Linked DNA regions of Rattus norvegicus: region 1 is linked to region 2. A link is a contact called in public Hi-C data. All regions are on one chromosome and are shown on one strand. The core of a region is the stretch at or near the end of the contact, and the rest is flanking DNA. Distances in the headings are between cores, read along the strand shown.

Evidence for each region. A called contact is a pair of places that touch in the nucleus more often than the background predicts.
Region 1: a contact with region 2 is called in a Hi-C map of frontal cortex, with 2.3 times the contacts expected there. The contact joins the enhancer-like site here to the promoter of Opcml in region 2. A contact is called at or near these places in 1 of 12 Hi-C or Micro-C datasets (frontal cortex) and 1 of 1 datasets of contacts at active chromatin or transcription factors (oligodendrocytes).

What each region holds. Positions count from the first base shown.
Region 1 is chr8:35,565,743-35,571,380 of GRCr8, forward strand. No RefSeq gene overlaps it. Among named protein-coding and RNA genes, the nearest start is that of Ntm, 490 kb to the right of the region's middle. Within about 2 kb of position 2,004, at least 3 of the 93 cell types and tissues checked have an H3K27ac peak or open chromatin away from gene starts, as enhancers often do.
Region 2 is chr8:35,045,336-35,051,318 of GRCr8, forward strand. It overlaps Opcml (opioid binding protein/cell adhesion molecule-like), which reads left to right and starts at 2,705. Exons shown (of 7, transcript NM_053848.2): 1 at 2,705-3,336. The coding sequence starts at 3,170.

The DNA.
Region 1 (5,638 bases), core at 754-3,253, 520 kb after region 2:
CTTGATGATAGTAAAGAGAGTCAGTGGTGATTGGGAACTGGGAGCAGGCAACAATGGAGCCCATTGACAGATGCTAAGGGTGGCCTTACTGAGTAGGTACTGGAACTGGACTCTAAGAAGATGAGATGCCTTCACTGCTGTGTCTTGGGATGATATACCAGGCTTATTTGCATTTAAGTATTTGAAAGCATCTCTTCTTTCAAAAACAAGAGTGGATACAGTATTTACTTCTCCATTAACTATCTCCGGTGAGACATTTTCTTTCATTTATTTATCGTCCCCAAACTGGGTATTTTCTTTAGAAATATGGCATGATACAACTAGGGAAATATCTTTTTTAAAATTACAACCTTACAAATTGCCTTGGACCAATTTCCACCTTCTTTTAACTTCCTTCTCATTCTGACAACATAGTGGCTATAATAGCCACCTTACAAGACTGCCTGTTAGAAGTATTAGCTTATTAGATGTGAATAGATAAAACTGTGGTATAAGACCTAGTGAGAAACAGTTTATTGCAAAGTAAACATTGGTTTTATTCTCCTATTTTTTCCCTTAGACCCTCAATGTCCTCCTTTTTCCAGAGCTTCTGAAAGAGATCATTCCAGCTTCTTTAGAAAAGTGAAAACATGCTTTCTGAGTCATTCTCCTATTGAAATGTAAAACACAGACACACATTTCTGAGCCTTGGATTATTTAAGTGAAAAGCTTCAAAAATCCATTGATAAAGGTTTTTGGTAGATCTTGACTTTCTAGCTCAGCCCCAAAGGCATGGAGAGAACAAACTAATAGGCAAACTATTTTCAAGAAAAGTTCAACCCAGAATTAAAAGCACAGGATAGAATACAGTTTTCTAGCAGTCACCAGGTTCAAGATTCCATTCCCAACATTAAAAGTAGTTCAAGCCATCATTTCAGCCATTGCTCAACACCGGAAGCATATTTAACCCAGACTGAGGGATTTCAGGTACACTTCCAGAGGAATAGATGTGGAACTGAGTCTTCAAGGCACAGAGGAATGTATAGGTGTATAGAATGTAGGAATGTATAGAATGCCATAGATCCTGTAAATGTCGGAGAAACACAAGAAGGCTAATAAACTCAACATAGGAACATGGACTACTTTAAGGAACACAATTGAAGAATACAGACAGGAGCAGCAAGAAGCAGGTATGTCCAAACTTTACCCACCGTAACAAGTTTTCATCTGCAATGTGCACACTTGAGAACCACACAATCAAGTGACAAAAGAAACACACATACACACACACACACACACACACACAATGTTTTGATTTGTGTTGGACCACACTCATAACTACATAACTATACCTGGAATATATACAGCTTACAGGAGACAGGTTGGACACTCTTGACAGACAATTAGAAATTTTGCAGCAAGTGATCACATGTTGGAATTTGCCCTAAAAGAAACAAGGGAGTAGGAAGATTTACTCAGAAGAGGAAAGGGATTGGGTTTGCAATTGAGAAAGACCCTCAGGCAGCAGGATAAAAATGGGGAGAGGGAACCCTGTAGAGAATAATCCAAGTGAGGAGGAGTGAGGAGTAAGAAGCAAAAAGCAACTTGGAGTGTTGGCAGAGGCACGGGCACACTGTAAGACCTAGAATACGCATGCACAATACTCTTTATGTTTTCAGCTTAGCCAACTGGGTAGAAGATGGGTGATTCTGAAAGCGTAAGAAGATGATGATATCTGATGCATTTTGGGGCATATTCAGTTTTAAGTACCATCCGTGGAACCTCCAGGTGGAGATGTTTAAGTGCTATCAGCATTTTCCTGAGTCATCCAATCATATCTGCATGGTCCACAAGGGATGCCTGATTTCTTTTCTCTGCCACCCTCCCTAATTCCAAAGGAACTTTAGCTCCTTAGATCATCCATCTGCAAGTCGTTTCTTATCCTCCATTTCCTCTTTCTCTTGATTTTTGTCTGGAGGAGGTGCTGTTTTTATTGCTTGCTGGGGTGGAAGGTAGAGAGCAGTTCCCTGATTAGGCAGTCAGGAAGGAACAGATGATTTCAGCAGGAAAGGGGGATTGGTATAGCTCCCTTACCATCCTCATAGTTTGTGACTCTTCCCATGTCTAACATAAAAGGTCAAGCCATTGTGCACTGGGTAACGTAACATGAGAATAATTGAACATAAAGAAGCTCCCTGCACACTACAGTAGCACAAGGATTCTTTGTATTTTTATCATACAGTCTGAGGTTCCTTTGCTTGCAAATCGAGGAGAGATTTTATGCTTTCATACCTTATCAAAGAACCTACCAAGAAGAATGTATTTCCTTTGAACAATTTAAGAATTCATGAGAAACCTCCCTGAAGCCAGCTAGAGAGGGACATCACTGAAGCTTGACATCGTGGTGTTTAGCTGCATCTAGAGGACTTGTGTTTTCTGGCTCTTCAAAGTCATAAGACCTTGAGCTGGTGTGTATATACTTCAGGAGGCAAGGCCTTCCGAATGAGGAAAAATATGAGTTTAGTCCCTGATTCTGCTAAACAATACCTGTATGCATAAGGGCTTAAAGCATCATACCCTACATGCTCAGTTTACTCCTCCTTTAGTACAGCTAGTAACTACCTACTCCAGCATTGCTATCTGGTACCTAAGAGGAAGTGTGTTACAAAAATCCCTGCACAGCTCTTTGCCTATAGTTACACACACAGCATGTGTAGCAGCTTTCCCTGTCCTGTCTTACCACTCTTCCTAAGCACCTCAACTTCTTGAAGGCTTAATGTAGATGGTTGCCTCTTTTAAAGGATCAATTTCTTAGCCCTGTGGTTGGAGGCATTGCTGCTGGAGATGGCTAGGAAAGACTCAGGGACACAAAGGAGAAAGAAACCTTTAAGGAGTGTGTCCACTTTTTGTTGTTATCAGAGAAAGAAGAATTTCTACTCAGGTAAGAGCACACAGTCAGGGAATGAATTTGGGTTTCTTGGAAGAGATCCAATCTGTGGGACATGGGATATCACATGACAGGAAATCTTCAAGGTGAATCGAGGCAGAGAAAGGTTAGGAATCACAAACATGGGTAGTATTGTTTTAGAAAGAAGGGTTATTCTTCCTTTTCTTCATTTCTTACAGAGAATTTGTTGAGTGATACCTCATGGTATCAGATATAGAGCATCCAATTGTGCAAAGCATATGCTTGGGGGAGATGCCATTATAACGAAGCAAAGGATAGTTAGAATTTGCCTACCTTATGGTCACAGGAAATAAATCGTGTCCGTCCCCATGCTCAGCCTCTGTTCAACACTATCCGCTCTCCATGGTTCTTCCCCAACGCCTTGGAGAACTCATTTAACATATGCAAGGAAACCACAAGGCATTGGGATGTGCAGTGCCTAGGCCCTGCAAGAATTTGGATCCTGTCAAGACAGCTTGCCCCTCAGGACCAAAGCAGGCTCAGATCTGCCCCCCAGTCTATGTCTTTTGTTCATAGTCTTGTTCTGTACATCTTACATTGGCGAGGACAGTTGCTCTGGCTACAAGACCAAGTCACTTCATTTTCTGTCTCTTTGTCACTAAAGCTTTCAAGAAAATCAGCTTATTAGGTTAACAATCACTACATGGTTGGGTCAGCTATAGCAGTAAAGGGACTCTTGGAGTGCCTTGGAGACAAAGGCTCTGATTCTCTTATTGACACAACCATAGTCTTGATCTCCCTGCAATATCAGTATGGACGACTTTACCCATCATTTCTCTCTGTCTTATATTTTCCACCTTGTGTGAAGGTGGTTCCAGTACCCAAGTCAGTCTGCTCCTTTGAATAGGTTGCTTTTGATGTCAATTCCTGGCTGAGTTACTCAGATTTCCCTCTTGTCCCTGCCTCGCTCTTCCTGCATTGATCTCAGTTCTGTGGGCAGCCTCACACTCTTCCACCTGTTCCTAATTCTCACCTTAAGAAAACTCAAAGTGCTGAGGAGGAGTGTAAGACAGGAAGTAGAAGTTTCTGTGGGGGTGAGGAATATTTTCTTGTGAATATACATGGTTTGGTTGCCAAGCACTTAAATCCCCCGGTGGATATCACATCCCCAAGCACCCGTGCCCACCATGTGTGCAGAGAAGAAACTAGCAGAGAGAGAAGACAGTGTGCAGAAAGCTGCTAACTTTTATGGATATGCTAAAACCACAATGGGGCTGGGCGCCTTTGTAAATGTTAACTCACATAATGTTAAAAACAGGCACAGACCCACGGATTATCTTCACTGAAGTACAGTTTACTGCTGACTGACAAAGCTGGAAATTTAAGACAAACCCATCCCATTTAAAGCTGACATTCTTTCAGGTTCATCAGCAAACTTGTCCCAGATTCAGGGCTGACCTTATATACCCAAACACACTGAGCTCCCCTTACTAAAAATAAGAACTGCTCACTTAAGCATCATGCAAGTCTGCCTTTTTGTCAGAGTCCATAAGGAGATCAGGTATTTCCATCTACTTAAAGAAAATAGCTCTAAGTTCCTAGACAATCTCCTGACTCCAAGGCCATGAATAGAAAAGAGCCATGCTCTTTACAAGGGCTTTGCCCATTCCCCATGGAGAAATAAGCTGACAGCATTGGCTCATGAGCCTCAGTCTAGACTGGGTGAACCCAGTCATTCATTCAGAAGAGAGTCTGAAAACTCATCAAATACTAAGAAAAGAGTGAATTAATCTCAGGCTCTACATATACCATCAAAGATTTTTATGAATAAGAAGAAATACCTTTTTATTCTAGTTTGGGAAAAAAAGAGGTCAGTAAAAGTCATATTCTATGGATTTGTACTTGGAATATGAAACATTAACTCAGTCTAATTTTCCATTTAAGAAAATGTGAACCATCAATTTCTTAAGATTATTACTTTAATGTAAATCTGTCAGGATAAAATAACAGGCACCTATCCATCTAACTATCTTGTATCTACATTGGGCACTTTTCTCATTTCTGTGAACAAATATTAGATATGACAGCTTAAGGAGAGGCATTTTTTCATTATGGCTGTTGCATTCAGGAGATTTGGCCAATTGTTATTTGGCTCTGTGACAATTAAGATAGAAAAGACCACGGCAATGGGAGGACACAGCAAAGGAACTTCTCTTTTTGGTGGACAGGAAGCAGGAAAAGGGATGCTTATGTGTAGAGGCCAGGGAAAGATATTGGCCCCAGAGATATGCCTCAGTCTATATCCTTCAACCAGCCCTGTCCGCTACCTTTCATACCTCCAAATGGTGCCATCAGAGATCGACCTAGAGAAAGATTAGTCCACTCACTTAGTCAGAGTTCTTAGGACCCAAGGAGCATGAGAGACACCCGCAGGGGTTCACATAGAAGTATCTTCAGTAATTTCCTAGATGTTCCTCAACCCTATCGTGCTGAGAAGCAAGGACCTCACCCTGTGTGTCTGTCTCCCAATCTGACTGCCATTAACCATCTGTACATCATATATCTTCCTGAATATGAGCCTCTGTCACTCTCTAATATACTGCACTCAGGACAATGGGCAGTTTCTATGGTTTCTGCTTTCCCAACATGCACAGCAGTGCCCGGCACTTAAGTGGCCTTCCTGTCTATTGAGTGAAGGCTCGGCTTTTAAGGTGAAGAGAAGCAAAGGAAAATGTCCCTTTGAGTAGAGCC
Region 2 (5,983 bases), core at 1,455-3,954:
CCAGATCCTTGTTCTTTCAGTCCCCAGAAGTCCTTACTTGGAGAAAGCTGGCCTGGTAATCAGTGGCCTCCTAGCTTGGTTCCTTCACAGGCACCAGCCTCAGGGTGTGTTACTGAGGACTTTTCTCTTGACTTCAGTTCATCTCTGCCTCAGATTTTACTAGCCTCAGTCATCCTTTCTCATCTGGAACCTTGTACACTTTTCTCCTTTCTTGATATCTCCGATAGTTCTTCCTATCTCAAGCCACTTTTCCTGAGTTAGTACAGCAATGGCCCCACCCTCACTTCCTGATAAGGCATCAGACAAACAGGTAGGTGTCTGAGAAGATCCAAGCATGTAGCCATCGAATGTCAGACAGAGGACCAGGGAACTGCCTTCCAACCAGACTCTGTTTATATTCCCTCCCCCAATCAAGATATAAGTTCAGTTCGGTGACAAGAAATTCTAAGTGCAGGAACCCTTGTCAGCTTAGTACAGAGTTACACAAGTAAGAGCCTTTCTATGTGATGATCCTGGATCCCAGTATCACAGGGTCCAGAGAATCGTGTATGTACAGAAAACTCAGAACATGTATTGAAACTGTTTCCTCAGTTTTCTTGGATATAGGGGAATGTAGAGTCTGGGGGAACAGTGGTAATGCCTAAATGCTGGTCGTGCTCCCCAAATGTTTGTCGTGCTCCCCAAATGCTGGTCGTGCTCCCCAAATGCTGGTCGTGCTCCCCAAATGCTGGTCGTGCTCCCAAATGCTGGTCGTGCTCCCCAAATGTTTGTCGTGCTCCCCAAATGCTGGTCGTGCTCCCCAAATGCTGGTCGTGCTCCCCAAATGCTGGTCGTGCTCCCCAAATGCTGGTCGTGCTCCCCAAATGCTGGTCGTGATCCCCAAATGCTGGTCGTGATCCCAGCATCACCCAATCCCTGTGTGCACCATTTCTTCTCCCAACCCTGCAGCCCAAGACCTCATGAAGTCTTGTCTCCCATACCTGTTCTGCCAATATAATTTTCACTCTAGCTGATATGACTAGTGATAAGTACTCTATCCTTCCAAGGTAAGACGTTCTAATTAAAAAATTTAAGCCTAAAACGTGTACATGAGCTAAGCATTTTTACAAGTGGGACTGGGACACTATTTTTATTTTTTATTTTTTTCCTTTTCTCAGCCCCTTGGAAATGAGAGCAGGTAGAATGCCTTTGTATCCTTCGGCAACTAAAGTAATAAACACGAAGAGCTTAATGCTTATTTTTGAATTACATTTCATTTTGGCAATTGTGCGGAGCCCTGCCTAATTTAACAAAAGGCTCCGAGAAAAAAAAAGTACAGTAGAGCAGACGCACATAGCAACCATTAAATTAGGGTACAGGCATGAGTGCCACGCAGAGAAGGGAGGCTTCTGCCAGGCAGAACAGGAGCAAGAATAATGGCAGGCCCAAGGAAAGCTGGCGCTCTTGGGTTTAAACTGAAGGAGATGGATCTCAGCCCAAAGCAACCTAGGGATTGGCCTCTAGGAACACTGTATCCCGGAGTTCCCTCTTGGCACTCACTATTATGATGCTTTCTCCTGTGATCAGAAAGCCATAGATGGATTTTATGAAGTCCAGTTCTACTACTCTTTCGGATCTCCACGTGATTTTCCCAGCTCTTCCTTTTCACCACAAAGAGATCCACAGATAGTGGGGATTATTTTGCATGTTGCCTTGTAAGAAGAAATTCACTTGCCAGCTAGAAACACAGAAATGGAGTGAAGGGGCATTATGTGTCTCTAGGTAGGCCATCAGAGCAGGAAGCTTATAGCAGCTTTTTGCATAGGCCCAGGAAACACTTAGGATTAAAGTCTGAATGGACAGAGGCAGAGGAGCGGGCATCCACCCTGGCTTAGTTATCTGGAGTGGCAAAGGCACTTCAGTTCTCCGGGGTGGGGTCTGACAACTTTTGTATGGCATTGCAGAGGGAAGGTGCCAGTGTCAGTTTTCAATTTGCTGCTTTCCCCAGAACTCCTTCTCCAGCCCTCCCCTCTATCTCCCCACCCATATCAGGGGAAGCAGTGAGAGGGACTCAGCACCTCCTCATCTCGCTGGGGTACAAAGGGAGAGCAGAGCTTTTTGAGTCACTAGGCACCTTCCCTCTGGGATCCGGGCCTCGGTGGATGCTTCTGTCCCGGTGCTGTGGGGGTTAAGGTGGGCGCCCGCGCCCCGCACCCGCCAGGATGAGCGTGCAGCAGTCCGCGCCACCCGCCAGCCGGCTTGCTCTGAGTCGACACCGGGAGAAAGTGGTGGTCAGGGATGCTGCTGCTGCCATGACAACCCCGGAGGTCCGGGCCCGCGCGCGTCGGGGCTGCTCCCCGGAGGAAGGCGGCGCGGAAGCTGGGGGCGGCCGCTGAGCGTGGCGTCCGCGCGTCCCCGCATCCCGTGCAGCGTCCCTGGAGGAGGCGGGGGCCGCAGTCCGCTCGCTCAGCTCCCCGCGCTAGAGCCTGCGCCACGGTGCTCCGCGGGCTGGCGAGGGCCGGGCTGGCAGGACTCGCCCACTGGGCTACCGGGAGGACAGCCTCGGAGCGGAGGAACTGGGCTACACCTGCTGCGGGTCACCGTGTGGAACTTTTTATCGCCTTGGGGTCCAGATCCGAGACTCGGGGCTGTTTTCTAACTCCATCCAAACATGTGTGTGATCTAATAAAACATGTTCTCCTCTCCTTGAAATCGGGAGCTTTTATTTTTTATTTTTTATTTTTTTTACGACATCTCCTTTCTGTCAGAGACACTTGCCTTCTTTGGGTTATAAACTTTTGATGCCAGACCTCTGCAGAATGCGCCCAACTGAATCTTAAAGTAGCTTCACCGAGAGAGGCAGAGAACGCACAATCTGTGACCTTCGTCCCTGCTCCTTTTTTGTGTTCTCCCTCCTCCCGGGCTCCCTCCGCCCCAGGGAGCGTTGAGAAAGCTCTTTTTTGGATGCAGGAGGGGGCATCTGGTTCTGCCAGGCTGGAAAGCTGAGGCTGGAGCAGAGGAAGACTTATTAGACTCCGGAGAGCCTGGACTCAGCCTTGCCTTCTCCCGCTCCCAGCTCCTGGTTTGCTCTCTGTGTGCTTTCGTCCCTCAACACTTCCGGCTATTCTGAGAGGGCAGGGGACAAGGACCGTGCAGCTGCAAGAGTTCTAGGAAGTTGTGGCTGTCGAGAATGGGGGTCTGTGGGTACCTGTTCCTGCCCTGGAAGTGCCTCGTGGTCGTGTCTCTCAGGCTGCTGTTCCTTGTACCCACAGGAGTGCCGGTGCGCAGCGGAGATGCCACCTTTCCCAAAGCTATGGACAACGTGACGGTCCGGCAGGGAGAGAGCGCCACCCTCAGGTAGGGAGCCTTCCTTCATCTGGGGACAGAACCCACTGCACATGGCTTCAAGGGGAAGGGGTAAGGAAGAGAGGAAAAGGAAGCCAGAAAGAGGGAAATTTGAGCATGCAAGGGGCCTTTTGCAGGCCCAAGAAGTGGCCAGTTACTTTGTGTGATTTCCGAAACCAGTTTTCTTGGACCTCTTTGTCATTTGGTCTTCTTTTGGTCTGCAATCTTACAGGCAATGTTGAAGTCTACACTTGGGACTCCATGTATGCATGGGGCCATGGGGTGGCAAGTTTCACACCCGGATGAGACACTGCGTAGTAAACTAAATACCCTTGGATTTTCCTTCCAGTCCAGAAGGATGTGATGGCACAGGATTGCTCTGAGCTAACCATCTGTGATGGAAGTTTGTGTTGGGGCTACTTTTACAATGGAAGCATCTAGATTTCCTGTGCCAGGGCACGACCGTTCACGAGTCCGATAGAGACACAGCTCCCCAGTCTAAACCTGTGTTGTGTACTTGGGCCCTCATGCAAATTATGAGGCCTTTGTATTTTTGTGGGATGGGACCAAGAAGAGGAAGCATGTAGCTTTTATGCACCGACATCATTCCTGTGTGAGAAGCACAATAGGAAGCTTTTTGTTTTAGCTTAATGAGTTACAGAGAATCACTTCCACGCTCCAGGCGGTGGGGTGGGGGTGCTTGGAATATGCACCTTTGGGGACTGGGCCTGCTGCAGCAGAGACTTTAATAAAAATGCAGCCACCACTTTCCACCAGCTCAGCAGATATCATCTTTTATCCCTTTAATGAGGCAGTTCTGGTCCTAGGAGACAGATTCAGGGACGTCCCAGCTTAACTATGTCTCACAGTGTACACGGGGTGAATGCGTTTGCCCTGCCTATGACTTTGATGGTTATGGTGAAAATAAAGCATTCTGACCCAGATTCTGCAGCCAGAATGCCTGGCTCCTACAAGGAGATATTGAGGGTGGGGTTTCCTTTTTCCTGTTCCCTGTGCTTTTCCTTGTGGAATCCTTCCAACACAGACAAGCCTCTCCCTGAGGAAGAAATCAGAGCTTCTGAAACACCACTGTTCCTTACATGAACCATAGGGTTAATTTTGGATCCCTTCTGCCTTAGGAGGTCCATAGGTAAATCATCCTTTTAGCTCGCACAAGGCCCCAACCCTTGTCTTCTGGACCTACATGGTCCTAGAAAAGACAACAGAGATGTTTTTTATAGACAGCCTGAGTTACAAGTGCTTCTCCTATTTTGGACACCCCTTTAAACTTAGCTTGTAGCAGATGAGAGTGTGTTATCCTTATTTTGTTGTTTCAAGGAAGGTTCCAGATCTGCTCTTTGAGGTCTGATTTGTGGGAATGCACCTTTTGCATGGGATTGGTGGTTCAAAGGTAAAAGCAGATCACTGCAGCCGATGTGAAACCCAGGAACCATGGGCACTCATTAGGAGTGGCAGGAGAGTTTGAACATTGCCTGATACGTATTTTTCTTCCAATCTTTTGTTAGAGGCAAGGACTTGTTTCATAAACAAGGGGAAGAATATTACTGATAAATTTACAGATCCCGCCCCTGAAAATTAAATCGGAAACTTAGAAAGTTGAGCTTTTGCCTTCTGGGGTGCAGTAAGACAGTTCTACCAGCAGAGGGCCAGCTTCTGTCTTTATTTTATTTTTTTTTTTTTTTATTAGCTGCTGGCCTGTTTTCATGATCTTCAATTCTAATGTTTAACAGCTGGGCTTGGTAATGGGAAAGGGAATAAAAAGGAAAAGCTGAATAGTTGCTTTTCATGCTTTGTGGAAAACAACAACGTACGTGTTCAACTATGACTACTGCTGCTTACCTGGCTGCTATTGTAGCTGACTTTTAAAAGTCAGCACAAGCCGATTGATTTTGCCTCTCTTCTCTCTTCTGCACCTTCCCCCTGCTGTAGACAAACTTATCCCTGCTTCCACATCTTACTCTACAGAACTCCTCTACAGTTTTTACCTCATGTAATCTTCTCTTCCACTGCACCTCCACCTGACGATCTTTTCTTGTTACTTATGGTCCCTTTCCTTTCTTCCTTCCATCATTGATTCTTACCATTCTCTATGCTAAAGCAGCTTAATTCGTTTGCTACTACCTCAACTTCTCTTTAAAAAAGCATAAGCACCCCATGCAGACTTCTGCAGCTTGGCTTTCAACCCCTTTCTCTTTCCTTGCCTTCTAATCTGTTCTATGAGCTATGTTCCTTTCTTTATCTGTAAAATGTGGTACTCAGTTGTTTCACCGAGAGGCCACGTTCTCAGTAAGTGGAAAACCACAGACGTGGCCTCAGAGAAATCTACCATGTGTTATTTGGTAGTGTTTTTGCTTTTAAAAGTTACAGTTCATTTTGTCTTTTCAATTTTTGCAATACTGGGGGTCGAACCCAGGGCCTTGTGCATGCTAGGAAAGAATTGTGCTATAGCCTTACTGAATTCTCCATGGTCTTAGAGCTCTATGTAAAGTAACTTTTAAGTCTCCGTGAAAGAGTTCATTGGTGATTTATTTCTTGGGAAGTTAGTGTTCGCAATGTATCAAAGAATTAAATGATACTCATGTCTGTCAGAATTAGGAAACACTCTTGAAGGTCCCAGGTCACACGACCCTCAGTTCCT